4 separate regions of the Mus musculus genome follow, and all the other regions are linked to region 1. The links are chromatin contacts, called in public ChIA-PET and HiChIP or PLAC-seq maps. All regions are on one chromosome and are shown on one strand. Each heading gives the region's core, a stretch centred on a gene start, on an enhancer-like site or on the middle of the called end of the contact. The rest is flanking DNA. Distances are from core to core; before and after follow the strand shown.

The links. ChIA-PET counts read pairs in DNA pulled down with a chosen protein or histone mark. HiChIP or PLAC-seq counts read pairs in DNA pulled down with a chosen protein or histone mark.
Region 2: an RNA polymerase II ChIA-PET map of memory CD8 T cells shows a contact between it and region 1, with 92 read pairs. The contact joins the enhancer-like site here to the promoter of Rab8b in region 1. A contact is called at or near these places in 4 of 39 promoter capture datasets (the C10 cell line, embryonic stem cells, fetal liver and 1 more), 6 of 115 datasets of contacts at active chromatin or transcription factors (the 230-238 cell line, bone marrow-derived macrophages, fetal liver and 2 more) and 1 of 9 other capture datasets (liver).
Region 3: an RNA polymerase II ChIA-PET map of effector CD8 T cells shows a contact between it and region 1, with 31 read pairs. The contact joins the enhancer-like site here to the promoter of Rab8b in region 1. A contact is called at or near these places in 3 of 115 datasets of contacts at active chromatin or transcription factors (the 230-238 cell line, effector CD8 T cells and stem cell-derived neural progenitor cells) and 1 of 9 other capture datasets (liver).
Region 4: a contact with region 1 is called in an H3K4me3 HiChIP or PLAC-seq map of bone marrow-derived macrophages, with 3 times the contacts expected there. The contact joins the enhancer-like site here to the promoter of Rab8b in region 1. A contact is called at or near these places in 2 of 39 promoter capture datasets (the 3T3-L1 cell line and fetal liver), 3 of 115 datasets of contacts at active chromatin or transcription factors (bone marrow-derived macrophages, effector CD8 T cells and microglia) and 1 of 9 other capture datasets (pancreatic islet).

The regions. Positions count from the first base shown.
Region 1 is chr9:66,916,234-66,924,198 of GRCm38.p6, reverse strand. It overlaps Rab8b (RAB8B, member RAS oncogene family), which reads left to right and starts at 4,494. Exons shown (of 8, transcript NM_173413.3): 1 at 4,494-4,689. The coding sequence starts at 4,566.
Region 2 is chr9:66,488,636-66,496,600 of GRCm38.p6, reverse strand. It overlaps Herc1 (HECT and RLD domain containing E3 ubiquitin protein ligase family member 1), which reads right to left. Exons shown (of 78, transcript NM_145617.3): 68 at 7,169-7,271; 69 at 4,474-4,643; 70 at 3,307-3,445; 71 at 532-701. Among named protein-coding and RNA genes, the nearest start is that of Fbxl22, 22 kb to the left of the region's middle. Within about 2 kb of position 4,105, at least 28 of the 459 cell types and tissues checked have an H3K27ac peak or open chromatin away from gene starts, as enhancers often do. A contact at or near this core is called in memory CD8 T cells, where this site is marked.
Region 3 is chr9:66,557,690-66,565,654 of GRCm38.p6, reverse strand. It overlaps Usp3 (ubiquitin specific peptidase 3), which reads left to right. Exons shown (of 15, transcript NM_144937.4): 3 at 2,970-3,101. Among named protein-coding and RNA genes, the nearest start is that of Usp3, 31 kb to the left of the region's middle. Within about 2 kb of position 5,219, at least 71 of the 459 cell types and tissues checked have an H3K27ac peak or open chromatin away from gene starts, as enhancers often do. A contact at or near this core is called in effector CD8 T cells, liver and stem cell-derived neural progenitor cells, where this site is marked.
Region 4 is chr9:66,615,929-66,623,893 of GRCm38.p6, reverse strand. No RefSeq gene overlaps it. Among named protein-coding and RNA genes, the nearest start is that of Usp3, 27 kb to the right of the region's middle. Within about 2 kb of position 3,168, at least 165 of the 459 cell types and tissues checked have an H3K27ac peak or open chromatin away from gene starts, as enhancers often do. A contact at or near this core is called in microglia and pancreatic islet, where this site is marked.

The sequences.
Region 1 (7,965 bases), core at 3,245-5,744:
TCTCTTTCCTCGAAGAGACCCAAGATTGAAGGGGAGAAGACAAATTAGTATACACATTATTCCATTACAGAGAGAGGACTTACGTCACTGCTGAGTCATCAAAGAGGACAGTGACTATGAAGGACATCTTTGTAGCCCACCGGGACAGCTGTGCTCAAGCAATGGCAGAGGGCCAGGCCCCAAGAGTAGCTGGCTGGAAGCTTCAACATGGAGGTTGCCAGCTCATGGCTCAGAAGCCCCTGGGCCTGAATATCCAGGTTCCTGTAAGCACCTAGGTTTTTGGAGAATGCATCCAAGGAGAGGGGGAATTCCCAGCATGGCCAATTTCTACTTTGTCTACAGGTCTCACTCCACATTTAGTTTCTCTTAAGAAAACATTTCTCAAAGTCAAGTGTCATGGATCGACACATCAACATTCTTAGGCTAGGGAGATGGCCGAGTGGATAAAACACAGGGCACGTGAGCGTGAAAGGCTCTATAGCGTCTGGATCTCCAGAGCCCACACGAAGCGGGATGCAGTATCAGTCATGTAATCCCAGTGTTCACTTATGACCAAGTGGGGACGTGAGAATCCCTAGAAGCTCACCTGTCAGTTCATCTGGAATATGCAGAGGTGAACAAGAAGAGACCCTGCCACAAACAAGATGGAAGACAAGGACTGTTACCCGAGGTTGTCCTCCGATCTCCACATGTATACTGTGGCACGCAGTGCCCCCAACATACACACAAATGTGTGCATACACATACACGATGTGCATGCACACACATTTCAAAACAAATTCTTGACTTAGGCTGACATTTTGCATAGAAGATACAGTGTCTCTCAAGAATGCCATAGTTGTTTTTGGTGGGGAGGCCTTGCTATCCAGAGAATAACTACTACAGGAGATAGTAATACCTTCAAATGTATAAAACATGGCAATCTTGCTTACTATTATGAGCAAAGGCAACCAGCCAGGAACAAGAGAATACAAAAAACAAACTCAAGCTCTGTCAAAACCATCCTCAAACACCAGATCCCTTTTCAGTATTGGGATTATACCATGATTCAGTCACCAGTAAGGAAAGAATAGCTTTTTAAGGTCAGGAAGAGAGATTGTTCAGGTCATGAAATACACACAGGGCAAACTCCTGAGATGTCTCTGTTCAGTTTTCATCTACAATATCTACAGTACAGAAAGCTGTAGTCAACATTTTCTTAATCAAGTTGAGCGTGCTGGTCAATGCTCTCTATAGAGATGGATTGAGCGAATGGCAAGAAGCATGGGTCTGACTGTCTTCCTTGAATCATTGTGATGTGACATTTTAGAAGAGTCTCATCCAGTTGAAAAATGATGTCAACAAAGAATCTGTCACCTGTTGCCCCCACTCTACAAACATATTCACAATCAAACCTTTGAGCAAATGGCTTGCATCAGTGCTACCCATTTACTATCACTGTGAATTTTGTCTTTAATACACCAGTGTATAAAATCTGAGAATTAATAATGCATAATGAAAAGAAAATCTGATTTTTAAAAAAAGTCAAACAAAATGCTTGAATAGTTCACCTTGGTATACAAATGTAGGATTAGAAAGTCCCAATATTATACATAGGTGGTAGTATAAAAATACTGAGGAACTGAAAATATGACAGAATTTTTTTTTTTAAATCCCATTAATTAACAAAATTCCCCTAAGGAAATCTAGGGACTTTAAATTTCCTAACTTGCATTTCTCTTCTGAACTTAGTTATTTACTATATAAATATGTCCCTTTTCACACACACACACAAACTGCCAATAGTTGAAATAGTAGGACCGAAAGTTATTTCCTTAAAAAAACTTTTTTATGTATGGGTGTTTTGGCTATATGTGTACCACATGTGGTACCTGTCTGTGTACCATGCCACATGTGTGCAGTGCCCAAAGGGGCCATAAGAGGGCATCAGGTCTCTTGGGACTGGAGGTCTCTTGGTGGTTGTGAGCCATCACATGGTTGCTGAGAACCCAACCAGAGTCCTCTTAAAGCAGTCAGTGAAACTTAGCATTAACCATTGAGCCATCTCTCCAGCATTCCTCCCACCAAAGTATATCAATAGATAAAAATCCTTAAAAAGAAGAGGGCCAATGAGGTGACTGAACACACAAATCTGATGACCAGAGTTTGATCCCCCAAATCTATGTAAACATGAAAGGAAAGAACAACCTCACAATATTTTCCTGATCTCTAAACATATGCCATGACACAAACCCTGCCCCCATTACATACATATACACAATAAAGATAAAAAATGATTTAAATTTAAAAATAAAGTTAGGAAAACTCCAATGGACTTTGAAGACTTCTTTCCTTCTGTTCAATGAATGAGGACCAAGGAATGGACCTGAGCCATGGACCATTCAGACCCTGGTGAAGCCCTACTCAGAGGCATGCTTCAGAATTTGGCTTGGGCAAAGAAGCTTGATTGATGCCAGAAGGCAGGGATCCCTTCTCCAAAGGGAACTTAGTCCTTCCTCAGAACCATGACTTTGAAGGCAGCTTTGACCTAAGGCATACTCTAGACATTAGATATTAAGTTGGCAAAAGTAGCTGCTGCCCTCTGGGCATTGTGTGATCAATAAGTATGAGCTAATGATACCTTTCATCTTCTCTCTACACTGGAAGTGATGGTCAATATTAGGAACAACTAAATTTTCTGCTACAATAGGACCAGACATGCAACATTGCTGATATTGTACATGAAGTCACAGGCATTGTTGAATCTTAGAAGAATTTGTCAATGTGTTCAATTAACTGTCCAGTTTTTTTATTATTATTCTAATGATTAACTCCACTGCTTCCTGTAACAACCTCTGCTAGAAGGTATTTCCTTGTCTCTAAGGTAAGTTTTGTCCTAGAGGGTTTTAGATAGTTTGTTGTCAGGCAGGGCCCCTTTAATACTCTTAAAAATGGAGGCATCCAAAAGAATTTTTGTTGGTGTGTGTGTATGTTAGGACAGTTGGTATTTAACATATTTTAAATTAAAACTGAAAAAGAAGCAGAGATGAGACAGAGACTTCTGACAAGATAAAGCTCCTGGTCCCCCTTAGCCACTCCTTCCTCATGATCTGGATAGTAAACCCTTGTCTCACAGGGGCTTGATCTGGCTGGGTTTCTGCCACTTGCAGATAAAAGAGCACTGAACAATAAAGAATTAGTCTAGGGTAATAAATAATGAAGGCTTGAATTGAATACATCAAAGTGCTATTTCCTCCCTTCCTTTTGCCACCCATTAATTGAAAGCCTCCTGAGGAGTGATAAATTTAAACGCAACTAACACCTACACTTCACAGCACCTTACCAAGTTTCAAAGTGCTTTCACACTCAGTATTTAATTTTCACTACAACCTATGAAGTAGTTTGTTTTTCATTCGTCTTTACAGATGAGAAAACTGAGACGTGTCAAGCCTGTGAGACTTCACACAGCTGTGAAGTGGCTTAGCAAAGACTAAATCCAAATCTAAATCTCTACATCTTCTATGGCCAAAGTTCCCGTCACCTGTCTCAGGTGGCGCTATTTTATAAGCTGTTCGTAGCACAAGCCTTCCCACATCTTTCTTCTCTTCTCTTCTCTTCTCTTCTCTTCTCTTCTCTTCTCTTCTCTTATCTTATCTTCTCTTCTCTTCTCTTCTCTTCTCCCTCTCTCCCCTCTCTCCCCTCTCCTCTCTTTCTTTCTTTCTTTCTCTCTCTCTCTCTCTCTCTCTCTCTCTCTCTCTCTCTCTCTCTCCCTCCCTCCCTCCCTCCCTCCCTCCCTCCCTCCCTCCCTCTCTCTCTCTCTCTCTCTCTCTTTCTTTCTTTCTTTCTCAAGAATTCATCCTCCCGCGGTGCGCGAGGCGGTATCTATGAAGCAGAGCCTCTAAAATGATCATCGCATTTGGCTGTGGCCTGTAGTTCAGAAGGCACAAGTGGGAATGAAATTAGCCCGCTAACATCACTCCTTGAGCTCTATAATTGAAGGGCTGTGGAAGGGGGCCTAGGAAATGGGCGGGAACGGGAGAGGCTGGGTAATACTCTGCAGCTAATTCACAGACTTCGTGAACCTTTGCATCTCCAAAGAAAGCTTGCCGAGCTCCGGGTTCAGGCAAGTAGATGAGCGAACTGCAGGACTTAGATTCCGAGGTCTTGGATTTGAAAGATGCCCATAAACAAAGAAACAACAAAGTCAAGTTCCCTTGGCAAAAGAAGAGGAGTTTGAAACGAAGCGTCTTTTCCCTGTAAGGATGGAAAGTCTTAACACACCACCCTACATCACTCAGATTTGTTATCCAGGGAGGTTGTTCGGACAGTTTGGGCGAGGCACGCCCGCGGCTCTCCCAGAGTACTACAAATCCCATAAAGCCTCGCGGGGCGGAGGGTGATGACAAGGCGCGGGCAGATTGGCTGGGACGGGGAGGAGCGAGCCTGTCGCCTCAAGAGGGTGGGGCGAGAGGCGGGGCGGGGCGCGGGTGGCTTGGCAGACACGCCCCCTCGCCAGAGGCCCCCCCTCCGCGCTGCTTTCCACCGCCTCCTTGCTCTTGGCGGTCAGAGAGGGCCGGAGTGAGAAGATGGCGAAGACGTACGATTATCTGTTCAAGCTGCTGCTCATCGGCGACTCCGGCGTTGGCAAGACCTGCCTCCTGTTCCGCTTCTCAGAGGACGCCTTCAACACCACCTTTATCTCCACCATCGGTGAGGGAGCGGCCGCGGCCCGGGACGGGAGCTGAGACGAGGGGGGCGGGTGCCTGGGGGCCTGGGAGAGGGCACGCGAGGGCTTGGCGACCGGAGAAGGGGACCCCGAAGGGCCGCGGAGAGGGCAGTGAGAGCCGGAGAGGCTGAAAGGGACGGATGGGGATGCGGAACTGCGGACGGACGAAAGGGAACCGGAGCAATCGGAAACCAGGGGTGTTGGGGACACGAGGGGGCTCCGGGGCGGCGGCGGCAGCGGCGTCCCAGAGGGACGGAGTCGGGGGAACACAGGAAATCGTACGGAAAGAGAAGGAGGGGAGGGAGAGTGAATACGAACGTGGGTTAGAAAGACAGGAAAGAGGAAGGAAATGTGAAGAGGGAAATGAAGGTTTGAGGACTCAAAGAGGGGCTTCAAATGAAGTAAAGGGGCAGAGGACACCAGGGACAAGAGAAGTGAGACTAGGAGGCGGTCAACAGGGAATTGAGGGGAATGACTGACTGAATGATCAGGAGGCAAGCGATAAAACGACATTGACTCTAAAGGTGTGAACAGAGATGCCAAGAGAAAATGCAGAAGATTGTAGGTGGGAGAAGGACTCAGGAGGACCCGAGGGCGACTTGAGGCTACTTGGTGGAGAAAGTGAAGGCGAGCTGAGTGTTAACTAGAAAGGAGAAGGGGAAGCAGGGGATGCAGTGCAGGGGTTGAGAGATCAGAGAGGAAATGGAAAACGCGGGGCTCAGGACTTTCCCTAGTAACTGGGAACGCTGGTTTCCATTTTCTCTTGACATCTTTGAATCGAGATTTAAAAAGTGACTAATGATGGAGTAATGTCTACGGGGTGTTAAAAATCTTTTGAGTGTTTATAGGAATTAAAGGGGCTGGGGACTTTGGGAGATGATGTGGTTAGAAGAAATTTATTGTTCACCGCCTTATTCCGTGTCTTGGGAAGCAGCAGTAAGTTTCTCAACTTTGTAAATTCTTGAGCTCGTGTAGTTGGTAACATCCAAGCCAAGTGATTGACTGTACATTCCGCCTGCCTCCCTGTGTAGTTTCCTTTGATTCTAATTACTTTGTAGGTGAATCATAACATACTGTATATTTCCCAATTACTTCTAATTGACTCAAGAAAAAAATTTCTCACTCTTCACTGGGAGCTGCTCTTGTATCTTCAGTAAAAGACATTGTGTGCAGGTAAACAGGATCTTTAAGTTGTAAACTGAAGAACACATCAAAACTGCTTTTAAACCTTCAGTAGGATGACCTTAACATTATTTCCTTTGTTAAATAGCTGCAGTCCAGTGGCCCACTCACTCATCAGCTTTTTGGTTGTCTGGCCTCTAATACTAGCTTATTTAAAGCATTTTTCAAATGGCTTTCCAGGTGATCCACAAGTAATGGGGAACTAGTGTGTTGACAATAAGTATGTCAAAGGGGCTGGAAAGTTGCTATGGTGGTTAGGAGGATTTGCTGCTCTTACAGAGGACCCAGGTTTGGTTCATAGCACTCACTTGGCACCTCATACTGCCTGTAATTCTAATGGAATACAACACCCTCTTCTGGCCTCCGTGGGGACTAGACATTTACATGGTGTACATACATTTATGCAGGAAAAAAACCTTGAATTAAAAACAAAACAAAATCCGTGTTTAAATATTTGTGGCATTTGAAAATAGGTGACATTTTAAAAGTAGGTATCGAGCACTTTCCAGTGTAAGTATTGGTAAAGAGTCTCCATGGTTTATTCTGATTTTTTTTTTTCCTACAGACTGAATGGAAATTTGGGTGTTGTGATATCTGGGCTGAAGGAAGTTTGAGTTGCGAGTTCTTGGCAGTTAGTCTTGAGTGGGACTTTTCTGAGGAAGCAGATTTTAAATGTCATCTCCCTTCTCGAAAGTGTATTTGTAAGAGACTTGGTGCAAGCTGGTACAGCTGCTAAAGGACATTCATTTCTGGTATCAGTTTCCAAGCCCCAAAGGACTCTTCTTCAGTGTTGACTGCATGCTGCAGCTCAGCTTGGAAAGGACAGTTCCTAAGAAGTTAAGGGTGGGGGACAGTGTCTGTTCCACGTGCAAACTTCTCAGAACTTTCCTCCTGCTTCAACTTTCACAACTGAGTAAGTCTGGGGCAAGAGAGACGGCTCAGCAGCTAAAAGTACCTGCTGTTCTTCTTGGGGACCCAAGGTTAGATCCCAGCACCCATAGCAGGTGGCTCACAAATACCTGTCAGCCAGCAACTCCAACTCTAGGGCTCCTGACTCCTCTTCTGGCCTCTCTGGGCAGCTGCGCTCACACGTAGACATCTCCCACCCAGGCGCACACATGGGCACATAAACTTTTTTAAAAGGAAAAAAAATGAAAAGAAAGTGACTAAATCTCACTAATACAGCATGTTAAATTCCTTGGATTCCTCGGCAGTAGATTTACCAGCGCCCTACTCCCCCCACATTTCTTGTAAGGACCTTTTAACACTATCTTTTAAAAATCACTTTTCTTGGCTAAGGGTTTAACTGAATTATATAGTATATGCTTAACATGGACGAGGCCTTGGACTTAATCCCTAGCCACCCCACCCCAACAGATCTCTGTGTGTGTGTGTGTGTGTGTGTGTGTGTGTGTGTGTGTGTGTAGTGTATTACATTTCACACTTTAAACGTTACATTTAAAACATTAAAGCAGGTACCCTTCGACAGCTGAGATTAGGAGGTATATATACATGGTGAGTCTCATGTGAACTCTTGGTCTTTGTACCTTCTGTGTGGTGAATGTGGTGAATATAGTGTCAAGCTATGTCTTCAGTTGATAGGAGGAGGGAAACTCCCATATCTTTTACTTAGCCCCAGAACTCCAACAGGAAGTGGTAGCAGACAGCCAGAGAACTTATATACCTGAAAGCAAAATGCTGTGTAGTTGCAATTACGCTTGAACAGTCGGGTGAAGTTCACACTACTCTCGAGAAAAGTTCCACAGACTCCTGACTGGCCACAAGCACAGTTTCTAGCAGCAATGTCACTCCCGATAAGCTCCACACCACACCTCCATTATGAAGTTGTTTCAGTGACAGTTGGTGACCCTTCTTTTCCTATCATAATTTAAGTGTCCATTTGTGTAAAGTCCTGGGCTTTACTGTGACTGAGCTTGACAAGGTCTTCTTGTAGTACTGCTGACAAATTTGATAAGCACCACGCCCCAGGAAAGAGCTCTTCTGAGGGCCTGTGTTTGTGTGTATTTGGCAGATACATCCCATGTCTGCCTTTTACTATGAAGATATGCTTTTGCTTT
Region 2 (7,965 bases), core at 2,856-5,355, 430 kb after region 1:
GACATTCTATAAAGACCGACACACTTTACTCTATAAAGAAAGATAAAACAGCCAAACTTACCTTATTTCCCTGACTTTCCTTTACTAGATTGAGTGTGCTCCTTTGTAGGGAGGAAGAAGGCTCATAAACATCTTGGCTGATTTGATTCTTTCGCTCCCTATTTTATGATCCTATCAGCTCTGTGTACTTAGATTCCCCCCCTTTCTTTTTCCAGGACTAGGGATGGGACCCAGGTGCCTGTGTAGGCTAGGAAACCCCCTCCCATCTGGCCACATGCCATCCACTTAACATCATATATCAAACTGGGCAGGAGCTATGACATGCCTCAGTTACCCATGCTTCCTCTAGCTCTGAACAAATCAAATCACTTTCTGTTCACATGTTCCCAAATCAGAGATAAAATGGAATTACAGCTGGTGACCTCTCCCTAACACAAAGAGCATAACACATTAGCCATGAGAGAAGTTTTTAAAGGCAGAAAGGCTCTGGCAAGTCCATCGTGGGTACCACTTCCCAGTCCAACACCTTACCTGGTTGTTGGGGCTGAGATTCAGCAACCTCCATGATGAGTACATGAGGTCAGAGAAGTGGTAGAGCAGCCGGAGCCTTGCTCGCACGGTGTGAATGCTCACCTCTCTCAGTGCCCCATACTGTGGGGGCACTGCGTCAGGCAGGCCCAACTGGAGAGGCACTGACACACCTGCCCAAAGCACAGAGGCACTTGTCAAGGAAAATGCAATGCTTCAATTTTGAGTATTTTGAAAACTCTCTAACAGTGAACACAAGATAATTACTACATTTTATTCTTAATATTTTGCTATATATACTATTCTACAGAGATATCTATTCCTCTACCCATTAACTCATCTTTTTTTGGGGGGGGGGTTTAGTACTTGTGATGATTTGAAAAAGACTGACCCCCAAAGGCTCACAGATTTGAATATTTGGTCACCAGGTAGTGGTACTACTTGAAAGGATTAGTAGGTATAGTCCTGTTGGAGAAACTGTCACTGAGGGGTGGGCTTTGAGGTTCACAAAGCTCATTCCAAGCCCAGAGTCTCTCTCTTCTTGCTGCCTGTGGATCCAAATGTAGAACTCTCAGCTCCTCCCTCCAATACCATGTCTGCCTGTGTGCCACAAGACAATGAGCTAAACCTCTGAAACTACAAATACACCACAATTAAATGCTCTTTTATAAAGGATGCCATGATCATGGTATCTTTTCATATCAATAAAACTAGTTTTTACAGAGAGTATAGTCTTTAAACCTTAAAAGAACAAGTATCATAAGCCTGGCAATGGTACTGTAGGCCTATAATTCCTGCGGGAGTTCAAGACCATCCTCGGCTACATGCTAAGCTTAAGACCAGCTTGGCTTACATGAGCCCACCCCAAAAATCCAAAACAATGAAACAAAACAAACACACACAAAATTAAAACAAAACAAGAACACCCCCCCCCCAAATAAAAAACATAGCAAACCTGGTCTTTCTTCCTTTAATTTTTTCTGTTTGAATAAAGAGACAAAAACAGCCGGGCGTGGTGGCACACGCCTTTAATCCCAGCACTCGGGAGGCAGAGGCAGGCGGATTTCTCAGTTCGAGGCCAGCCTGGTCTACAGAGTGAATTCCAGGACAGCCAGGGCTACACAGAGAAACCCTGTCTTAAAAACAAAAACAAAAACAAAAACAAAAAACAAAAACCCCAAGAGAGAGAGAGAGGGAGAGAGAGAGACAGAGAGAGAGAGAGAGAGAGAGAGAGAGAGAAAGAGTTGGGGGAGAGGGTAAGTTCTTCCTTTCCTATTCAGTAATTGCCAATCTCATATTAACGATGCAAATGAGACCAGGTATTCATCTCCTTGGTGAGAGTTAGTCCTTAAGAAAAAAAATATCTCTGAGGAGTCTTCCCCAAGGATTTGCTGTGAAAGTAGGGAGGTAAGAAAAATGGAGGGGACCTCTAAGCACTCAGTCACACATGGCTTCAGAAATTCTAGGACCTTAGGCACCAGAGGCTAGCAAGTAGAAGATGAGGGCTTGGACAAGAAGTAACACAAATATGGGAATGATACAATTAAGGAAATGACTACAGTTGCAGGAAATGAAAGATAGAGCCAACCAGAGGGTCTTATTAAAGGAGACAACTGCATTTGTTTTTGTGTATGCACGTATGTGCAATGAAAAGGTCATTCCTCAGGATGACTATCCACCTTGTTTTTGGAGACAGGGTCTTCTTCCATTGGCCAGGAGCTTGTTGATCAGGCCAGGTTGGCTAGCCAGTGAGCCCCAGGGTTTGCCTGTCTATGCCTTCTTAGCACTGGGATTACAAATTTGTGCCAACACTCTTGGCTTCCTTGTGGATGTTTGGACTCAAATACTGGTCCTTATGCTTGTGTGGTATTTTGCTGAGTAAGCTTTTTCCTCAGTCCTGCCATATATTTTCAAGTCTTTTAAAAAAATGACTATAATGATTTTGTAATACTTAAAGAAATGTTAAAACTAGAGGCAGTCACTATTCATATTTTATGATGGAATAAACTGGCAGTAACTAGACTTGTATTGAGTCACTGAATAAACATCTTTTTGCTAATGGCTACTGGAGTGACAAATATAACACCTCAGAGCTTTTATTTTATTTCGTTAGTTTTTCAACACAGGGTTTTCCTATGAGGCCATGGCTGTCCTGGAATTTGCTCTGTAGGCTTGGCTGTCCTAGACTGCTTCCTGAGTGCTGGGATTAACGATGTGAAGCACCTCCACCCAGCTCTCCTCAGTTCCTTTGTGATAGTAAGTCTTGCAAAGCAACTGCCATCTTTTTATTGGTGTGTTTTGAGAAAGGGTTTTCCTACCAGCCCTAGCTGACCTACAACTTTCTATGTAGATGAGGCTGGGCTGGAATTCACATAGATCCCTTTGCCTCTGCCTTCCAAGTGCTGGGATTAAAGTTGGATCAGGATGGCCAGTTCTATTTGCTACCTTTTTATCGATACAGGTATATTTATACTTACCTATATAAGTGTATGTATACTTAGTAGAAGCTCTAATTTAATTAATTCTTGTTTGCCTAAAAAACATGCTGATTTCTTTGAGGACTGAGAGAAAGAGAGGGCATGAAGTTTGGCTATATACTGAAGTCTGCAGAAGAAATGCATGATATGAAATATTTATGGTGCTTGTAGCAAAAAGAATACTCCAAGCCTTGATGCATTTTAGACATGTTGGATGCAGTGAGAACTGCAAGCAGATAGAGCATCACGACACGACTGAAAGTAGAAGAGCAGCTGGAAGAGCACAAATGGTCCGTCTCACCTGGTGCTCTTGGTGGGACTGGTGGGGCTGTCCATGCAGCACTGTGGCAACGGCCCGCTGAAATCTGGCGGATGTTTTTCCCTTGCAGAACTGTTACCAGGGTTGGTTCTCGAACGTGGTTGGTGTGGCCTAGGCCAAGCTAAGAATAAAAAAGCAAATGCACAGAGATTGAAGAAGCAGAAGGCAGGCCAATGAAATCTATTAACATCTGAGTCATGCATCAACTTCAATAACGAATAAATTCAGCCGGGTGTGGTGGCGCATGCCTTTAATCCCAGCACTTGGGTGGCAGAGGCAGGTGGATTTCTGAGTTCCAGGCCAGCCTGGTCTACAGAGTGAGTTCCAGGACAGCCAGGGCTACACAGAGAAACCCTGTCTGGAAAAACAAAAACAAACAAACAAACAAACAAACGAATGAATAAATTCTGATTTCTCTATCACAGTAGTAGTCCTTATAAGTTTAGACTGTCCCCTAAAAGCATTAGTCTTAACAACTGGTCACACTCTTGAATTCTTGGAAGAGGTATCTTGGAAAGGGTAGGAGTTCTTGTTAAGTGAAAAAAGAAGGCTCTCCAGAACTCTTACTTAAGACACACTGGTTTCTGGGTACACAGATATAAAATATACATGGCTCCAATTCTCTGCTCTTAGCAGCAGCAGTTAAGTGTTCAACATCAAGGAAGATTTTGTCAAAACCTAACCAGGGAATTCCCCAAAGGCTCCTCACCATTGGTTCTCCTTTCATCAAGATTACTGCAACCACAACTTCCTGATCTGCTAATGCAGGTATGAGGAGAATGTAAATGCTCACTAAAACAACTTTGAATAAGAGGGTCTCTGATCTGAGATTATGGGAGGAAGTGAGGATGGCTCTGCTTGTGGGCTGAAAACCACTGTAGAAGCATCAGTCTCTCAGACATCTCCTACCAACGTCTCTCTTCCATATACAGATAGACAGAAGGACTAAGGACACAGACCTGAAGTCTTTTTACATTCTCTTCATTTTCATTCCTGCCCTTACTCCTGTGACTACAGGGGATGACAAGATTTCTTGCACAAGCAAAGGATTCTCTGAACACTAATATTTTAAAATACAAAGACACTCTTACAAATAAACAACACCGTCAGATTTCTAGAGTATGCAAGAGCAGCAAATATGCCATTTACCTGCCCTTCTGAATTGCTACCCCAGGCATAAACATCTCCAGTTGATGCCAAAGCAAGTGTGTGTTCAGCTCCAACAGCCACATCTTCAATGACCACTCCAGCCAGGACAGGGATTTGTTGGGGTCGATTATGATTACGAGCACGTCCCTCAGGCAAGCCTATCAATCGGTCTGGAAGAATAGCAAGAGGAAGTGTTATAGATGGCACCCTGAAGTTTGTGTTCTGTAAGAAACCATTAACTTCTTGCCTTAGAATGACAATCATGCAGGACCCTGATATAGCTGTCTCTTGTGAGGCTATGCCAGTGCCTGGCAAATACATAAGTGGATACTCACAGTCATCTATTGGATGGAACACAGGGCCCCTAATGAAGGAGCTAGAGAAAATACCCAAGGAGCTAAAGGGGTCTGCAAGCCTATATGAGGAACAACAATATGAACTAACCAGTACCCCCCAGAGATATATCTCTAGTTATATATGTAGCAGAGGATGGCCTAGTCAGGCATCAGTGGAAGGAGAGGCCCTTGGTCTTGCGAAGATCATATGCCCCAGTACAGGGGAATGCCAGGGCCAGGAAGCAGGAGTGGGTGGGTTGGGGAGCAGGGCAGGGGGATGGTATAGGGGGCTTTGGGGATAGCATTTGAAATGTAAATGAAGAAAATATCTAATTAAAAAAAGTGTTTTAATACACACACACACACACAAAAGAATGACAATCATGTACACAACATGGTGCAAAAACCTGCTATTCCAGCAAAATACACTAAATTTTAAGTAACAAGTCTGAGGCTATTCCTGTATGAAATGTTAGTCTTTTTATTTATATAGAAAATTAAAACTAAAGTCAGTAAGTCAAGGCAAGAGGGTTTTTCAATACTCTCATATTAAAAGGACTGACACATGTTCAACAAGGCCTTCAAGTTTCTTGTGTTCTTAAAAAGAATGACATTCAACCTGTTTTAGCTCAAATTTCTACCCCACCTCTCTCTTTACCCTTGTTGCTCAATAACCTCCAGGTCCATTAGGCATGGCATCCGACATCTGACCTCAATTTGTACAGCTGCCCTAAAACTTCCCCTCAAAACCTTGAGTTGACTCCTGTCTGGTTGCTGCAGTGGCCTCTCAGATTCTGGCCATAATAATCATGACACATAATTGTCTGAAAATATGGCCTGAGCTCTCCCAGGTCCCTGGAGACTCTTCATTATCCTTGCTAATATTCTATTCAAAATCTTCCGTGCTAACATTCCCTAGAATTCTACTCTGTTCTTCACTCTACATGTTTTCTGGGATTCTTAAATCAATGACTAAACCTATTACCTATTACCACTGTGTAATCAGTATCCTAACCTAGATACGCATACCGAATCCCTTTGGAGTCCTAGATACAAATTCCCAATGACCTGTTGGAGATCTCCATACGTATATCTAGAACAGAAGTCCCTATATGGTGGCTATGATTTGGACATAAAACGGTCCTAAAAGCTTATGTGTTGAAGCTATGGATCCAAACTAATAGTGCTACTGAGAGGATGCTAATTTCATCAATGGATTCGTCCACAGCTGAATGGTTACTAAGAAGTCAGACCTGGTTAGAAGAAGTAGTATCATTGGAGGAATATCATTGTTTTTTTCTTATATTTATTTATTTAAAAATATTATTTATTTTCATTTTATGTACATGTTTGAGTGCCTGCACGTATGCCTGGTGCCCATGGAGACTAGAGGAGCGTGTTGAATGCCCTGGAATCAGAGTAGAGATGGTTGTGAACCACATGGGGTACATGCTTGGAACCAAAGGCAGGCTCTCTAAAGAAGCACCAAGTGCTATTAACCACTGAGTCATCTTTCCAGACCTTTATTTATTTGCTGCTGCCTCTTCTTCTCCTCCTCTTGTGTGTGTGTGCACACATACAAGCCAAACTATATATGTAAAGGTTAGATTATTTTTCCTTTTCCACATGTGAATTCCACAATGGAACTCAGGTCTTACGCTCGGCAGCAAGTGTCTTTATACAGAGAGGCATCTTGCCAGACTGGAGGCATGTGTTGGAAAGATTATCTTGTCTCTAACCTTTTCCCCTTTCTCTGCCTCATATCTATCACAAGGTGACTAGCTTTGTTCAGCCATTCTCTTCTCTCAAGAGAATCTGTTTCTTCATGAACCCAGGAGCAATGGGACCATAAAACTACAGACTAACTCCTCGGCATCTGTAAAACAGAACTACACACAGATCCTTCTGCATCCATAAAACAACCACCTTTCTTCCATTCTGTCAGACCCTTTGTCATACCAAGGAAAAAGCAAACTCACACAATAACTACAGCAAGTTCCTTCCCTCCTGAGCCAGCTCTTTCCTTACTCAGAGGACTCAGTGCTCTGACAAGGGAGAAACTCTAGTCACAGTTGACTTCATCTCTCACACTGCCCTCACACAGCTCTCCATCTCTACAGCCTGACAGCAGCAGAGAGGAGGAGGTAGAGCTCTTGTCAGCCATTCTTTCATCAAGGGTGAAGGCTCTCACTTGAGAGTTAATGGAGAGGAATTTGTCCCTGAAAACAAATTCATCAAATAGGAGCACAGAGTAGCAAGAGAACAAGGATAACACCACTCAGAACTCTGTATGGACCTAGAAGGCAAACATTTTATAATATACACGTATAGAAAGTGATGTAGGTGGGAAGATATCTTACCTTGACCAAAAGTGTACACATGACCATCTTTAGTCAAAGCCACAGAAAACTGAGTTCCACAAGCAACCTTTTTAATTCCAATTCCACAGAGGACATCAACTTTCTGTGAAATAAAAGTATAAAGTATATGTTTGAAAGGGAAAAAAAAACAAACAAACAAGCAAAAATATCTCTTAAACTTTCCTACTGGCATTTATAACATCAAATACTGTCTTCAATAAAAAGGGCAATTGTTACTGATTTATTTTACACAAGTCATATTCCTAGAGACTCTTTTCCCCTACTGCTCTGGTCAGTAACTGTGTGAGAGAGAATGCAAGTGTCAGGAAGTCTGGTTAATGTCCTTGGGAACCCATGAAGTGGAAGCATTCCACTGAGTAACAGAAACCAAAGAAAACCATGACCTTTTAAAACAACATTGCAAGCTCCTGTGAGACCACAAGCAGCTTCCCATCAGTTTGCTTTGCTTTTAGCTTTCCCAGGTGGTAACAGCTGTCTTCTACATTCCCCACAGATGAAGTTGAAGTTGTCTGCTTTTTTGCACTCCTATTGAATATTCATCAAAGCAACTATTAACTTGTCACAGACTATATATGATAGTAAACTGAAGTTGAAAACAAAGTTATAAATTATGTCATGCTATTTAAATATGTAAGGAAATTAAATATGTAAGGAAAACCCATGCAGCAAGGCTGCACAGGAGGTCTGCAGAACAAAGAAACCTAAAATGTGAAGTACAGTTCCTAGTTAATTTTATAAGCACTTATTTTTCTATATATTTTTGAAAGATGCACAAT
Region 3 (7,965 bases), core at 3,970-6,469, 360 kb after region 1:
TTGTATTTTTTGGGAATATTTTCCCATTGTTACTTTAAATTCTCATTACATGAAAAAAACATTTTTGTTGTTCAGTTTCCTTGATTTTTGCACATTGAGTTTTGGAATTGAATATCTGTCCCATGCAAACTTATGAGTACTTTTGGGAAATGCAGTGTATTTTAATTATGGCTGCTATTGTTTCAAAATCTCTAGGATCTAGGGAGCCTGAAAATATTCTGTACAGAATTTTTTAAAAAGATAAGTAGAAGTACTTAAAAATATGAACTGAAGAGTTAGATGCCTCTCCTAGCTTTGAAAGATGAGGCTGATAATGCAGTAAGGGGTATGTGGTTCCTCCGGATGTCACTGAGTGCTTCATATCTAAATGTCAAAGGTCATATGTCACTGGAAAGGCCAGGACAGTTTTGAGGAGAAGGAAAAAAAAAAAACAACAAAACTGGGGGGAGAGGAATGTTTCTGACAAATAGGAAGCAACAAATAATTCTCTGGGCTTTGGGAAAGTAAGTTGAAATTTTCTAGACTCCTAAAGTTGATTCTTTGTAATCAAGGGTAAGACATTTAACAGACTTTCAGAGAACTATGATTAGGCAAATTAAACAGATAATAGAGAGCAGCATGATTTTGATTTGGGTATTTCTTATGTAATTCTAGTAGCTGTGGCCAAAAATACTGATTTTTCAGTAACTTGAGACTATTTGTCTACAGGGAACTCTTAAATGAATATTTTTTCAATTTAGTTTCAAAAAATGGTGTATCAGCAGATCTGAGAGAAACATTCTACTGTTTTTACAACACCATCCTACTTTGTTTTAAAATTTTTGAGATTGTTATTGGGATCTGTGGCATACATGGTAAGCTAGCTCCTTGTGTAACAGTTAAAATAGTTAAAATTGTGCAAAGTTAAAAAATCTAAAACTGAGAGAAATATTTATTTTTATGTAAGATAGCTTTATACTGTTAACCTTTGACTAGTGTGTTTGGGTATTAGGTGAAACATTGCTGATGTTAATGTTATTCATCAACAATTACACCTTTATCACTGATCTTTATAGGGATTTAATTTTATTTCTTTTATTAAAATTTCAAGTTACTATATTGGGCTTTACCATGACATCTCCTTACACAAGTGGCATTATCCTTTGTTCTTAGCCACACATGAACAATTTAAATATAGAGGACATTTGGAAACTACAGTATTATAGCTGAAGCTCTTGGTCTGTACTATATAAAGATGATCAGTTTCCAAGCCCTGAGGTGGTTATGCTATGTATTATCAGTGTTGTAAAGGCACTCTTCATGCTGTGTGCTAAAGCGACAGGAGATGAAGGTGGGTGCTGAGCATATGTAGGTTAGTTTACCTTTTCAGTTAAACTGCAAGGGCTTCCTAACAACACTGTATAAGTAGTGAGTGCTTCATGTGCCTACTCTAAGCAATTGGTTTGTTATTTGGACTCTGAATAAATAGTAGTTAAATGTATGGGAGAAGATGCTAATGAAATAACCATTCACACTTGTCTTAGATTATTTAGTTTAATTGCCCAACAATGTGATACATGTACTATAACCTCAATTCACAGGTGAGAAAACAAGTACAGAAATTTTAATAACTCATTGTGCTTATACAACTAGTATGTGAATTTGAAAGGCTAGTTTTAAGCACATACCCTTGTTATTTTATTTTAAACTCAGTCTACTTTGGGAGACAGAGGATCCTTGGTGTTAAAGTTCATGGGGGAAAGGTATAAGAAAAAAATGGTTGAATTCTGAATTGAGGTTAAGGGTGTTAGTTTTTCTGGGGTGTGGAGACTGGACTTAGGCTGAGAGCCATTCCTCAGTCTCAAGGTAAGTGCAGCTTCTTGATTAACTACTGCAGCTTGAGATGAAACTTCCTGCTCTAAGTCTGTTATTTTGATGCCAGTGAACTAGCAATTGTTTCTTTACCTGTTGAGTTTTTAAGTAATTTCCACCTTTTGCAGACTAGTTGTTGTAAAGGAACTGGGATGTTTTTGTGTCCTTAGGAGTTTTTTATAGAGGTCAGGGACAACATTCTATAGTCTTTAGGTAAAGTGTAGATAAATGAGGGTGCATAGATACTTACTTTGGTTTTAGTTTCCCTGCTATAATAATTTATTAGGGCTTACAAGATGGCTTAGCAGGTAAAGGCACTTGACATCAAGTCTGATCCTTCTGGTTTGACCTATTAGGTAGGGAGGGACCCTACTCCCATGAATCATCTTTTGGCTTCTGCTTATGTACCATGTCATGGACAGCCACTCACTCCCAAATAAATAAATGTTATAAAGCTCTGTTTATTAAACTTGAGTTGGAAAGTTATAAAATTGGTAGGAATATAACCAATCACTGGCTATGTTTGCTTACATGGACAAATTGCAGTTTTTCTAACACAAGTTGATTTGTGTTTTGTTTGGATTGTTTTACACAAATGCATTTCCATGTGTGTTGGTGATGAGGCATTCAGAGGAAAAATCTGAAGCTGTATCCAGGAGACCACAGATTGCCATGCTTCTGTCTGACTTTCACATTGTAGGTGTAACTTCAGCATATGGTACTGGGGAAGGAGGTTGATTATTTTAATGTACAGACTTTTTATTTACTTATTTTAAAATAACAACTCCAAGCTGGGAATTAGCAATTTGAGAAAACCCTTAAATGAAAGACAATATAGGGGAAACATCAGCATAGAAGATAGTATAAATAGCACTGAAACGAATTTGGGTAGCTAATACCTTTCCTTGCTTGTCCCTAATCAAGGCGTAACTAAAATTTGACTGTAGTATTGAGTTGCAAATTTGAGTATACTTTAAGTATTTAGCTTAATATATCACCAGGTGATTAACTTTTTTTAAAGAGTTATTTTTCATTTTAATTTGGTTAACAATTTCATCATCTTTGACAACTTTCCAAAGCAATATTTAAATTAAAATAATTTCACTTGGCTTTGTAAGGTATGTGAATGGCCATGCAAAAAAACATTATGAAGATGCACAGATACCCTTACTCAACCATAAGAGATCAGAAAAGCAGGAGAAAGCTCAGCATACAGTGTGTATGGATTGCAGTAGCTACAGCACATACTGGTAAGTTAATATTTTCTGGAAATGGTATTGTTTTTACAAATGTGTTCTTACAAGTTAAGCTTCTTTGTTTGAAAGATTGTTTTGGTAATCTTCCCTATCTCTTTTCTACTTCCTGAGAGGTAAATGTCAAGAATTTAGTGTTTACAACTCAGCATTTCAGGCTCCCCCTGACCCCCATGAAGTGTATTAGACTTTAAGAGGAAGTTGGAGATAGCCATGCCAGGTGGTGTATACTGGTATTCCTTGCACTATGCAGGCTAAGAAAGATTCTGAGTTAAAGGTCATCCTGGGCTACAAAGCTAGATCCTATGTCCAAAAAAGAATAGATTGTGAACCGTGTGGCTCCTTGTAATATAATGTATGTGTCTGTGTCATATAAATGGTAGTAAAGTCCTGTCTATTTTGTGACTGTTTAGGAGCAAATTATTTAGGCTACAAGCAGTGTTCAACAATTTGTTACCCATGTAGTATATGCAGAGATGTTTATAGTTTTAACTTTTGAGTGAAGCAGATTTCTTTCTCATCATAAATTATGATGAATAATTTTTCACCTTTACTTTCAATTCTAAGGGCTGCTGACATTGAGGGGGGTGTTTAGAAGATCCTTTAGAGTTATGTATTTGCTCAACAGTCCTTGAATTTTACATGAGGGCAATACTGAGCAGGAATGGGCATTTAAAGTACAAATATCCCTGTTTGTTGATTTGCTTTTGGTAAGTGGTTTGAGACAGAGTTTGCTGTTTGGTCTAGGCTGGCTCCTACCTCAGCCTCCTGAGCACTGTGCATGTGTTGCCTTGCCTGTTTCCAGGCATCCCTGAGAACCACACTTTCTGTTGAAGGGCGTGCTAGTCCTTTCTCACACTGTCTGTGGGAAGATGTCCAGCCAAGGGAAGAAAATTAAACCAGTGCTTTTTCAGGTCTTTTAATGTTTTACAGGTTTAGCATAGTTGGCATTTAACTATTGAATAAATCTGTAAAAGGTTTAAGTCATTCAAACACCTACTCGTTTAGTGGTCAGACCTGGAAAAGATAGAAGGGAGAGAAACTTAGAGGCAGATGAAGATTTTTGTAAAAATTAGTATTTTCTGAGATGTTCACACACAGGGCAGTGCTCACTACTGTTGCTTGCTGATGTGGAGTACTTCTTTTCTTTTCTTCTCTTTTCTTTTTCTTTTCTTTTCTTTTCTTTTCTTTTCTCTTCTTTTGATTTATTTATTATATGTTAAGTATACTGTAGCTGTCTTCAGACACACCAGAAGAGGGCATCAGATCTCATTACAGATGGTTGTAAGCCACCATGTGGTTGCTGGGAATTGAACTCAGAACCTCTGAAAGAGCATTCAGTGCTCTTAACGGCTGAGCTATCTCTCCAGCCCGAGTACTCCTTTTCATAACAGCTAAGCATTAGCTCAGTTGGCTGCTGTTGCTTGAACCCTGGCCTTAAATAAACCTCTACCCGGACTCACATCCTAGCCCTCCATTAATCCCTGCCCCATTAATCCAAGAATGGTACAGCTTCTTGTTTTATAGAATCAGGTGTTCTGTGTTTATAACTACTTTTGCTTTAGAGACAGCAGAAATTCAGGTCATTCTTGAATGTCTTTATCTCCCTATCATAGTCATAAGTCATGCCATTCTGTGTGGTGCAGGTGCTGACAGCATTCATTCTTGATATCAGTTAGTGTGCAGAGGATGTTCAAAAGGAAGCTTTGTAAATACAGTTAAATCTGTATACTATAACAAATCATTGTTGCTCTTCTTGCTGTTGGTAAAATTCTAAGGGAATGGTAAGTCTTTGAGGAAATCTTAAGGATCAGCTTAATGGAATTAAATTATTTTCATAGGGTGCTATAAGAACATCTGTTAGATATTTTAGTGGCTTTGCAGTTTTGTTAACTAGACATTGGAATTTAATTTCCTTTACATTGCTATAGTGTACTAAGGTAGTAGACATAATTTCATGGACAAGTTGATTTAGGAAATATTAGCATATACCCAGGAGTGGCAGAAGCTTCTTGGCCAATTGCCAGTCTTTTGTGTGCGGTTAAACAGAGCTGTAAGTGTGTGGCTACCCAGAGCTTCTGAAATGCAGGAAGGAAGCTGCAGCTGCACGGGTCACATTAGTGCTACATTTGTGGGCTTGAGAACAGAATGCCAGGGAACCACCCTGCAAAATTACACTGCCATATAAATACCCCAAAGGAGCTGATGACTGTTGTGAGATCATGAAGCTTTGGTTAAAATTAGTATTTCTATTATACCTTAACTAATACAGAGAAACAGATTTCTCTGAGTTGGGGAATTGTATAATTTCCCGGTGTAGTTTTATGAATTTCTTTGTACATCAGTTTCTGATTGCTAGACTGGTTGATAGGGTTCAAAGGAAAAAAAGTTTATATATTTGATTATTAAGCTGTGTGTATATTTGATTATTAAGCATTTTTACTTCAGCTTTTCCTACACTTCTACCCCCAAGTAGTAGGAATCAAACCCAGCGCCCCGGACATGCTCAGCAAACACTACTAAATTATATCCCAGTCCGTTTTTTTTTTTTAATTTTTTAATTTAAGACAAAGTTTTGCTAAAATTTCAGGCTGGTCTTGACCTTACTCTATAGGAGCCTAGGATTTAGCCTCCCAAATGCTGGAGTTACAGCTGTAAGCCACCACACTCAACTGTGAAGCCCTCCTCACCCCTTTATGGTTTGTGTTATAAGATATTCTGAGGCTTACATTTGGTTTTGCCCATATATGTTCATGTGCGTGCACATGTGTATGGAGTTCATAATTGTTTGGATAGCATTGCTCTGGTACCTTGTGTTTTTGAGACAGGCTCTCTTGCTGGGACTTGTAATTTAGGTTAAGGCTGGCTCAAGGGATCCTTCTCTCTCTGCCTCCCCAAGTCTGGGGCTACACACACACCCTAGCCTTTTGCATGGGTATAGGGGATCACACTCAGGTCCTTAGAGTATGTAATAAGTGTTTAACCAACTGCACCATCTCTCCTGTCCTTGCTTACAGTTTTTGTCTTTATTTTCCTTTACTGAGAGTCTTGCCCTGCCCTTTCCTTCCTTATGAGTTATCATGAAAATTTCCTTCTCCTAACTCCAGCTACGGGGAGTAATCTCTACTAACTTCTAGCTTCTGGAACACTTGTCACTTCCTGCTACATGTCACTAATTTGTAAATCTCCTTGGAGACTACAGAGACCCCTCTCAGATCTTTCTATTTTCCTCCTTGTTTTATGCAGACTTGTTTTAGGCAATGTCCTTGCCAAGTATGTGGATAGTCCTGGGGTCATCTCTAGTACTGGGGTGGAAAAGATTTTGATAGCTACCTTTAAAACAGGAGAAAGGTTGCACCAAGTCTGTACTATGTCCTTTGATCATCACAGAGGACTGAAGCCACATGACAGAGGCTAAATTCCTTTCCCTCTGAAGATTGGTATCCTTGTAGGCAGCTCTTCTTAATTCTGAAATAAGCAGAGCCTCCAAAGAGAAAACATATACTGTGAAAGTTGTGGTCTGGCTGGGCATAGTGGCGCACGCCTTTAATCCCAGCACTCGGGAGGCAGAGGCAGGCGGATTTCTGAGTTCAAGGCCAGCCTGGTCTACAGAGTGAGTTCCAGGACAGCCAGGGCTACACAGAGAAACCCTGTCTCGAAAAACCAAAAAAAAAAAAAAAAAAAAAAAAAAAAAAAAAAAAAAGTTGTGGTCTGGCGGCACAGGCCCCCGCTCCTTGAGACAATCCAATTAGCATGAAACAGATAAATGAAGATTTCAATAAAAGTGAAGATCTTCCCAGGATTTTCATATAGAAACTAAGTTTCAGTTTCTTGTTTGTTAAGTACTGTTTCTCCCTTCCCATCCTGTTCCCTTTCCTACCAAATGGTATTACATGTGGTATATTATTGCAGTTGAAAAGAAGCACAAATTAAAATTAGGAGTTTTGTGTAAGTAGACATATAAAGGTAATAGATTAAAAATACTAAACAAATAATTCACTGATATCTGACCTAGTCAACTCTAATCTTTGTAAACAGTAGCTGAATGTAGAAATGAAGAGTTAGGAAAAGAATACTAAAATTACTAGAATACTTTGTTCCCAAGGCATCTTTTCAAACTATTATGAAATATGAACTAATTCATGTCTAAAAACTGCTTAAATTTCGGTTATTTTTATTACCACTGGCCTGCTTTATCATCTTAAGTTATAATTAAAAATTAAAAACAAAAATTTATCATCAAGTAAACTCTTTAAGTATAGATTTTATCCACCCTCCCCTTATTTTTGTGTTTTCAAGAGGGCTTCTCTGTGCAGCCTTGGCTGTCCTGGAACTTGCTCAGTAGACCAGGTATGCCTCAAACTCAGAAATCCCGTTGCCTCTGCTTCCTGAGTGCTGGGATTAAAGGTGTGTGGCACCACTGCCCAGCTTTCTTTCTCTCTCTTTCTTTTTTGTCATCCTCCCTCCCTTTTAAGATGGGTTCTTGCTCTGTAGCCCAGGCTGGCCTCACACTCGTGCTTTTATCCTGAGTGTTGGTATTGATTACTTCTCCCCACCCTGCTTCCGTTTTCCTCCTTTTCCATTTTCTTTTCCCGTTGTAATGGACAGGAGTGGGATGGTAGGAGGAACCCTCACTATGTTGCCTAAGCTGGCCTAGTCCTCATGACTAGCCGGGACAATAAGCATAGACAGTGTCTTAAAGAATGCAAAGCAGAGATTTACTTAAAAATTGTATTTTGAAGTTTAAAAAGAAACTTTGTAATAGAGGTGACCTCAGATCATGAAAAGCTTCTTTAATAAGACAGTGCTTATCTGCTTTTAACAGAGGAAAGGGTATTTTATCTGAGTATATTTTTTTCAT
Region 4 (7,965 bases), core at 1,919-4,418, 300 kb after region 1:
ACAGACAAACCAGGCCTCCAATAGATTGCCACAGGGGAGAGAAGACAGACACAGTGCTGAGTAAGCACTTTGATCTTCCACTCCTGATATGTCACAGGCCCTTGGCATAACAAGGGGGAGGGGTAGGAGACTTCCTGGATGCCCAGAAAGGAGGTTTTCACACAGAGAGTGAGAAGGGATAGCATTGCAGGCATGGTGGAGTCTGTTGCTTTAGTTTGAATCTCTTAGATGTATCTCAGAGGCCAGAGTCCTTGAGATCTTTCCTACTCTCGTCTACCAAGCACCACCTCTTAGGTCTACCCTGTGACAAATCTCTCTAAAAAAAAAGCCAGGCTGCCCCACGTACTAGCACCTTAGGGGCCTAATGGGTGACAAGGGCTAGATTTGTGAACAAAGATCTCCTATTCCCCCCATTTTTGTTCTTGTTGTTTTATTTTTTTTCAAGACAGGGTTTCCCTGGGTAGCCCTGGCTGTACTGGAACTTTTTCTGTAGATCAAGCTGGCCTCCAACTTAGAGATCCACCTGCCATTGCTTCCTGCTGAGTGCTGGAATTAAAAGCATGTGCCAATACTGCCCAGCTTCCCTCCAGGTCTTTTTATAAGTTTTTTTTTCTTAATGTGTATGTGTATTTAGTGGTGTGTGTGTGTGTGTGTGTGTGTGTGTGTGTGTGTGTGTACACGTGCTCGAGTCATATGTATGAGGGTAGATATAGAGTCCAGAAGAGGATACTAATTTCCTTTGAGCTGGAGTGTTTGTTAGCTGCCTGATGTGGGTGCTAGAAACTGAACCCAAGTCTTCTGGAAGAGCAGCAACCGCTCTTAACTGCCATGTCTCTAGCCCCTCTCCATTTTCCCCCTAAATGACTATTGTCCTAGATCTTTAGTTGTGCAACAACCGCAAGAGACTACAGACAATCGAAGAGGGCGCTATAAACCACAGAGTGTCTGTCCTCCTTGAATAAGGGAGTTGTGAGTTAGCCTGGAGTCAATGCAAACTTGAGCAAGCAGCCGGAAGGAGAGAGTTCAGTATGACTCCTAACTCCTGGTAAGTGCAGGAAGCACGTTCTGAATTAGAAAGCAGGATGGTTTTACCCATAGAGGACTAGGAACAAGAAGGACAGGGAAGGATCCTAAAAGGAAGCTTGGATATTAGCTGGGTGATAGTGTGTTGGGGTGAGAACCTTTGGGCTACCTGTTTCCCCTACCCCCAAAACACACATAACACCAACATATCTAGGCCCCTCTAGGCCCCTCCCAGCAGGCCCAGGACAATCCCTGCCTGAGGAAACTTGTACAATACCCAATGAGTCAGTCCCATCTCCAGCAGTACAGGGACGAGGCCCTGGCCAAGACATGGGGATAACCCAGGTGGTAGAAGCTGTAGGGAGTGGCTGTGAACAGGTCACTTCCTCTGCCCTCAGCATCATTTACCTCCAACATCCCTCATCCTGCTCCTGTGCACCCGAGTGGCCAAGCACAGGCCCACTCCCTGCTGAGTAGCTAGGACCAAGAAGAGGAGGGACAATGACGTACAACAGCTAGGATTATAGCAAGCAATAACACTACATGCCTGGAACACCTTAGAAGGAATCACGATAAGTTGTTAGCTGAGAGCCTGTGGGGACAGCCAGGCCAAGAAGAGTTAATGCCCCTGAGGGAATGACACTAATTTTGCATTGGCCCACATCAGCGTGATGATTCAGACAAACCCACTAGATGGGATTAATCCACAAGACAACTCTTAGGGTGGTTTGGTTTTTCACATGTGGTGAAATTCACATAACATCGGGCCGGCTGTTTTAAAACATAGGACTTAGTGGCATTTAGAACCATCCCAGTGCTTTAACCACCATCTCTACCAAGTTCCAGAACATCTCCACCCTCGGCTGCTTCGAGTTGAATTTATGAGTGAGGAGCTATGAAGTTTCAAGAGAGAGACGTGACTGATTCCAGTGCACTGTGGCAAAACAGGACTTGAACCCAGACCTTCTAATTGCTGTGAGAGAGAAGGGGAACATTTGTCTTCAGTTCTGAGGCTGACTTCTTGCCACCCCCACCCCAACCCTGGCCAGAGTATCTTGCACAGAAATAGGTAGAGCAAGATTCTGCCAGATTCCTTTCCCTCCTTGGTCCGGGCTCCAATGGGTTCTTATCTCTTTAGTGTCCAAGGAAAGCCCCACCTCCTGTTATGTAACATAAATCAACGGTATCCTCATCAACTTGTTCTTCTGAGCGTGCAGACCACATGACACGCTCTTCCAACCCTCAGTAGAACTGCATCTCAGACCATACTCTCCCTCATTCACTCCCTTACGTGTCTTCGAGGCATGAAGACCAGAGTTTGACCTCCAGGCCCCATGTTCAAAAAACAAACAAACAAAAACACCCCTGGATATGCTGGCATTACTTGTAACCCCAGAGCTGGGAAGGCAGAGATAGCCTCAGCTACCAACCAGCCAGCTAGCCTAGACTTATTAGTTAATTCCAGGCCAAAAAAAAAGGGGTCCACTGGTCTCCACATGTAGGCACACACACATTCATGCATGCACACAAATACACATACGTACAAACACATCTGAAAAGATACTACAGATATAACCAGTGATGACATGTTGATGATGGTGATTCATGGTTATGATTTGGAGCGTCGTCGTCGTTAATTCCTTCCTTTTGTACGTTTGCGTATATGCTAAGCTTCTTGGTATACCAACATGCCCTGTGTAAGAAGAATGATAAAGAAGGAGAATTCTTGTAAGCTTTGTTTCCTCCACTCTCCCTCAGAGCTCGACTGTGTATCTGCATGTCTGTTATCCTCTGGCCTTAAGGACCTGTTTGTTCTGCCTTCTCCCTGACCTCTCCACGATGTACTCAGAAATCAATTACCCAGCAGAGCGGGCTCCACTTCTGCTCTCTTTCATCCCCTTCCTAGTGTAAGTTTCCGATACCCATCCCCCCTCCAGCAGTCTTAAGAGGTCACACTGGGACTTCCCAGCCTGAGGTCCCTGGCTCTCTTCCTGCCAGGCAGTGATATCAGTGACTAGCTTGGGCTGGCCTGAGGCGTTCACGGCTATCTAATCTGTTTCCTCCACTCACAAGGCCAGTGTCTGGGCCAGAAGCCTAGAAACCTTCTTGTGGGTCTTGGCCTGATATGATTTCATTACTGCTAAGCAGATGTGTAATTACCAGGGCAACCAGGAGCAGAATATTACTCAGCAGCCTCCACTTGGAAGTCAGCTCTATTTTGTTAACTACCGCCAGGCTCTGAGCTCGCGTCACATTTGTGGTTATAGGAATGTAAACATTTTTCAGTTCTGGGTTTTTCCTCCCTGTCTTATTTTGCCTCTCTTTGGAAGGTCTGGATGACATGTCCAGTCTCTCCTGCAATTTCCCAGCTGCTTGTTTTATTTCCACCAGCTCACTTTGACCCTTTTCTCTTCCCTACTGTCTTTGGATGAGAATTGCTTACAGAAAATAGATGGCTGTTTTTCCACTATATTGAAAACTAACCAGGATGTCAAAATTGGAAATTTCCATTAGAGAGAAAGTTTAAGAGAGCAGTTTTAACTATGTTTATTTTCCCTCCTTGATTTGTGGCTCCCATTCCCTGCTTGATTTCCTGTTCTAGCTCCATGGCTACACACACACACACACACACACACACACACACACACACACGCACTCACACACACAGGCACACATAGAGGCAAAAGCACATACACAAATACATATACACATACATAAGTACACACACAGGCACACACAGACACATACATACACACATACACATATATACACACAGGCACATACAAGCACATACACCAAAGTACAGGTATACACATGTTCAAGAACACACACAGAGGAGCGGGCGCTCCCCAACTTCCCTGAGAGCAACTGCCAATAGCCCAGCCTGTCTGGTGTAACTTCTCTTTCTCCTGTGACTCTCAGAGGTCTCATCATGAGGGCCAGGGAGGTGGTCCCCTCCCTCAATTCCAACCAGCATCACATGGTCCAAAGTGCTCTTATTCAGCTGCTGTCCCGGTTAATTATTCTTTTAATCTTTTCTCCCCCCACCCCCCAGTACTAAGGACAGAAGGTAGGGATTTGCACATGCTAGGCAGGCAGCCTACTGCTGAGCTATGTCCCCAGACCCTTAAAAATATTGTAAAATACTCATTTATGTATCTTGCATGTATTTATATGTATATGAGCACATTCCTGCCATGGTGCACATGCAGAAGTCAGAGACAATGGCATGACTCCCTTCTCTCCTTCTGCTACTTGAGTCTCAGAAATTGAATTCAGGGCATCAGGTTTGGCAGCAAGAGCCTTAATCCACTGAGACAGCTCACTGGGCCTCCCTCCCCAGTCCTTTAAAACTCTGTGTGAGTGTACATAATGTGTCCAAGCACAGGTGTAAGCATGCCTGTAGACCAGAAGCCAACATCAGGTGTCTTCCTCAACTGCTCTCTGTCTCAGTGTTTGAGACAGGGTCTCTCATTGAACCTGGGACTCACAAACTGGGAAGCAAGCCCCAGGATCATCCTGTCTCTGCCTCCCCGGTGCTGGAATTACTGACGTCTGACTCCGCCCCAGCCCTTGTACCTGGATGCTGAGCACTGGACTCAAGTCTTCATGCAAACAGGCTGGTACCTTAATGGCTATGCCATCTTCCTGGCTCATCTAGCACCTTTTGAGTTTGTATTGTGAGACAGAGTCTCATTAAGTTAGCCAAACTGGTTCTGAACTCACTCTGTAAGCCAAGATGCCCCTGAACTTGAAGTCCTGAGTTTCAGCTTCCTGAGTGACTGGGATTACAGACCTGTGTTGCCAGGCCTCAATCTTGCCCCTATTCAAATATCTGTTAATTGGGTTCTACTCTTGGAATTATGTTACTAAGGAAGTTGGCCATCAGCAGTTTAGGCACACTTGCCTTACCTAGCACCCGACACTGAGATGTTAAATACTTCAAGTCTAATTGGATAGAATCAACCCCATCAAATAAGTAGAGGGCCAAGCAGCAGCTCCTCAGGTAAGGACCAAGACTTCTCAATAGCAGCCCAGAGGGTTCTCCCAGGCCTGAGGGAAGGGGTTCACAGTGCAGGGCCTCTGCTGGGAAACTGGGGGTTCCCCTCTTAACTCTTAACTATTTTTGTTTTGTTTTTCAAGTCAGGGTTTCTCTGTGTAGCTTTGGCTGTCCTGGAACTCACTGGCCTCGAACTCATAGAGATCTGCCTGCCTCTGCCTCCAGAGTGCTGGGATTAAAGGTGTGCGCCACCACCAACTTGGCTAACTTTTGTAACTCTTGTTCTGTGGGCTCTTGTTGGCTTCTCACAGACACAGTCTTGTTTACGTGTGTTAAGTGCCCAGCAACTGTTCTGTTTTCTAAAAATTGGAAACAGTCTCTGCCCTCAAAATGTTCCCCATCTGCTAAGAGTGGATGGTCACAACACTCCTCTGGCCTCTGAGGTTGGACCAGTGAAGAAACTGATCCAGGAGCCCAATAAACTTTAAGTAGCAGTTCATTCTTCTCAAAGCTGGATAGAAGGATGTGGAGTCCAGATGCTCTCTCCCCCTTTCCTACCTAAAACAGCTGTTCTATGCAAAGCAGGGAGTCCCCAGAGGACTTGCCGGGAGGTGATAAAGCTAAACTTATAGAGGAGAGGCAAGAGGGAAGCTGCTGAAGGATACATGGAAGCTGGGATATTCCTTCATGGGGAGTGGAGGAAAAGTCCCCTGAATGAGGCACACCTAGCCTGGCCTGCAGGGATTCAGGAGTCCCAGAACAAGACAGGGTCAGTGTTTGTGTGTGTGTGTGTGTGTGTGTGTGTGTGTGTGTGTGTGTAGCACCAGCCGGCTATCAATACAGCCAGCAGGAGGCAACACTGAGTCAGGGCTTCTCAGAGTACCACATGGGTGTGTTACCCAGATGTGAATGTTTGAAGAGGCACCACCAGATACTATGAGGGAGGCATTGAGGGTGAAGCATTTGCAAGGGATTGGACTGACTGGGAGCATGGAGATCACTGTTTTAATGTGTTAAGGGCTGGGGAGTCCACGGTCTTCCCCAAAGGCAGAATTTCAGGCTACTGACACCTGAAGGCCCTGGGATCCTGCCATCTCCCCCCTGGGAGGACTAGGCTGAGCTGTGTGACCTTTGGATGATGCTAGGGGTGCTTGGTTTAGGGCCAGGAACAGGAAATCGCATTCTGCCTACACCTACCTGTTCTATGTGTCGGGTGCCTGTTCTGTACATGGTTTTCTTTATATTTAATCTTTATAGTCCTGTGAAGTGGGCGTCATGATGTCCAGTTCACAGATGAAGAGCTTGAGGGTCAGGAGGATAAGCCGTTACTCTGAGTTATACCAATATTAGGGGCTGTTGCTGCTGATATCTAGAACCCAGGTCTGCACCTGGGACTGTAGGTCAGTGGCAAAGTGCTTGCCTAACACAGGAAGACCTGGTCCCTGGGACTGCATAGAACTGTATGTGGTATACACACCTGTGATCCTAACACTCAGGAGGTTGACATACTCATTGAGGACACAACAGTGACTTATTAGTCCCACATCAGACAACTCAGTTCAGATCATTAACTGTCTCCTGTTTCTGACAGTTACATGTCTTCGTCCTCTGAAAACCTGCAGGGACTAGTCATCTCTCTGTCACTGGGGCACACGGTCACAGTAAGTTTGCAGATATGATCTGACTTTTAATTGTGATTTTAATTGTGGTCCAGGCAGCACCTCATTCTAACTCAAACACAAGACATGTTCCCTTAAGGGAGCAGAGACTAGCTTCCAGACAGGAAGGAGCTGCAGGGCAGAAAAGGGAACTGGGGGTCGGGGGAGACTGGTCCTTTGAAAGTCACTTTCCCTGTGAAGGTTATAGGCAGGAAACTTATCACACAGGCTGACCCTGCTCTTCGGGGAGAAACCTCTGTGCTCCTATTTCTGAGAAAGAGCTAGTTTTCGCTGGTAACTTTGTACAGTACCTTTGGTGTAAGTGACTCTGTTTTTGTTTGGTTTGTTGGGTCTAGAAGAGCACAACTCAATGATTTTCGAAAACTTTAACATGCCAATAACATTTTAGGAATTAGAAATGGACAACAGCTGAGATGGCTCCGTCCGTCAGTGTTTGGTTCTCAGTCACTGTTTAAAAAGCTGAGCAATGTGGAATAAAGTGGAATAAATTCTGCAGAGACAGGTGGATCTCCCTGGAGCTGGCTGGCCAGTCAGCTCAGGCTGTGGCACAAGTTCCAGGCCAGTGAGAGACCCTGGATCAAGAAGATGGGGGTGGGGGAAGAGATGGCTCAGTGGGTAAAAAGGACTTACTTGCCCTGATGACTCGAGTTCAATCCCTAGAATCCATCCTGTGATTTCTACACATGTATTATGGCACATGCATGGCTGTACTTAAACACACACACACACACACACACACACACACACACACACACACACACACACAATTAGAGAGAGTGCCTGCAAGATGGCCCTCAGGTAGGGGTGCTTGAGTCTGTTCCTCAGAACACATGTGGTGGAAAGAAAGAGGGAGCCAACACCTGCAGTTTTTCCTCTGACCTCCATATATGTACCATGGCATACAGATGCCCACATACATGGACACATACACTTAGTAAAGAATAAAAAAATAAATAAATGCATTGCTTTTTTCCAGCCTTTTTGACTCGGCTCAAGGACAGTATCTATTCTTACCAGTTTAATAACTAAATATAATTAAAAATTTTTAAGTGATGGTGCCTGAGAAATAACAGCTGAAGATGAATGCTTGCACACACATGAACAAAAGCACACACACACACACAAAGAGAACTGGAGACAATAGTCAATATAAAAATACATTCACAATATATCTTATGAAAAATAATTCTACTTTCTAAGTTTAGGGAAAAGAATGGTGCCATCTTGCATTTCACAAATTCCTATTGGCTGGGGCTGGAGAGA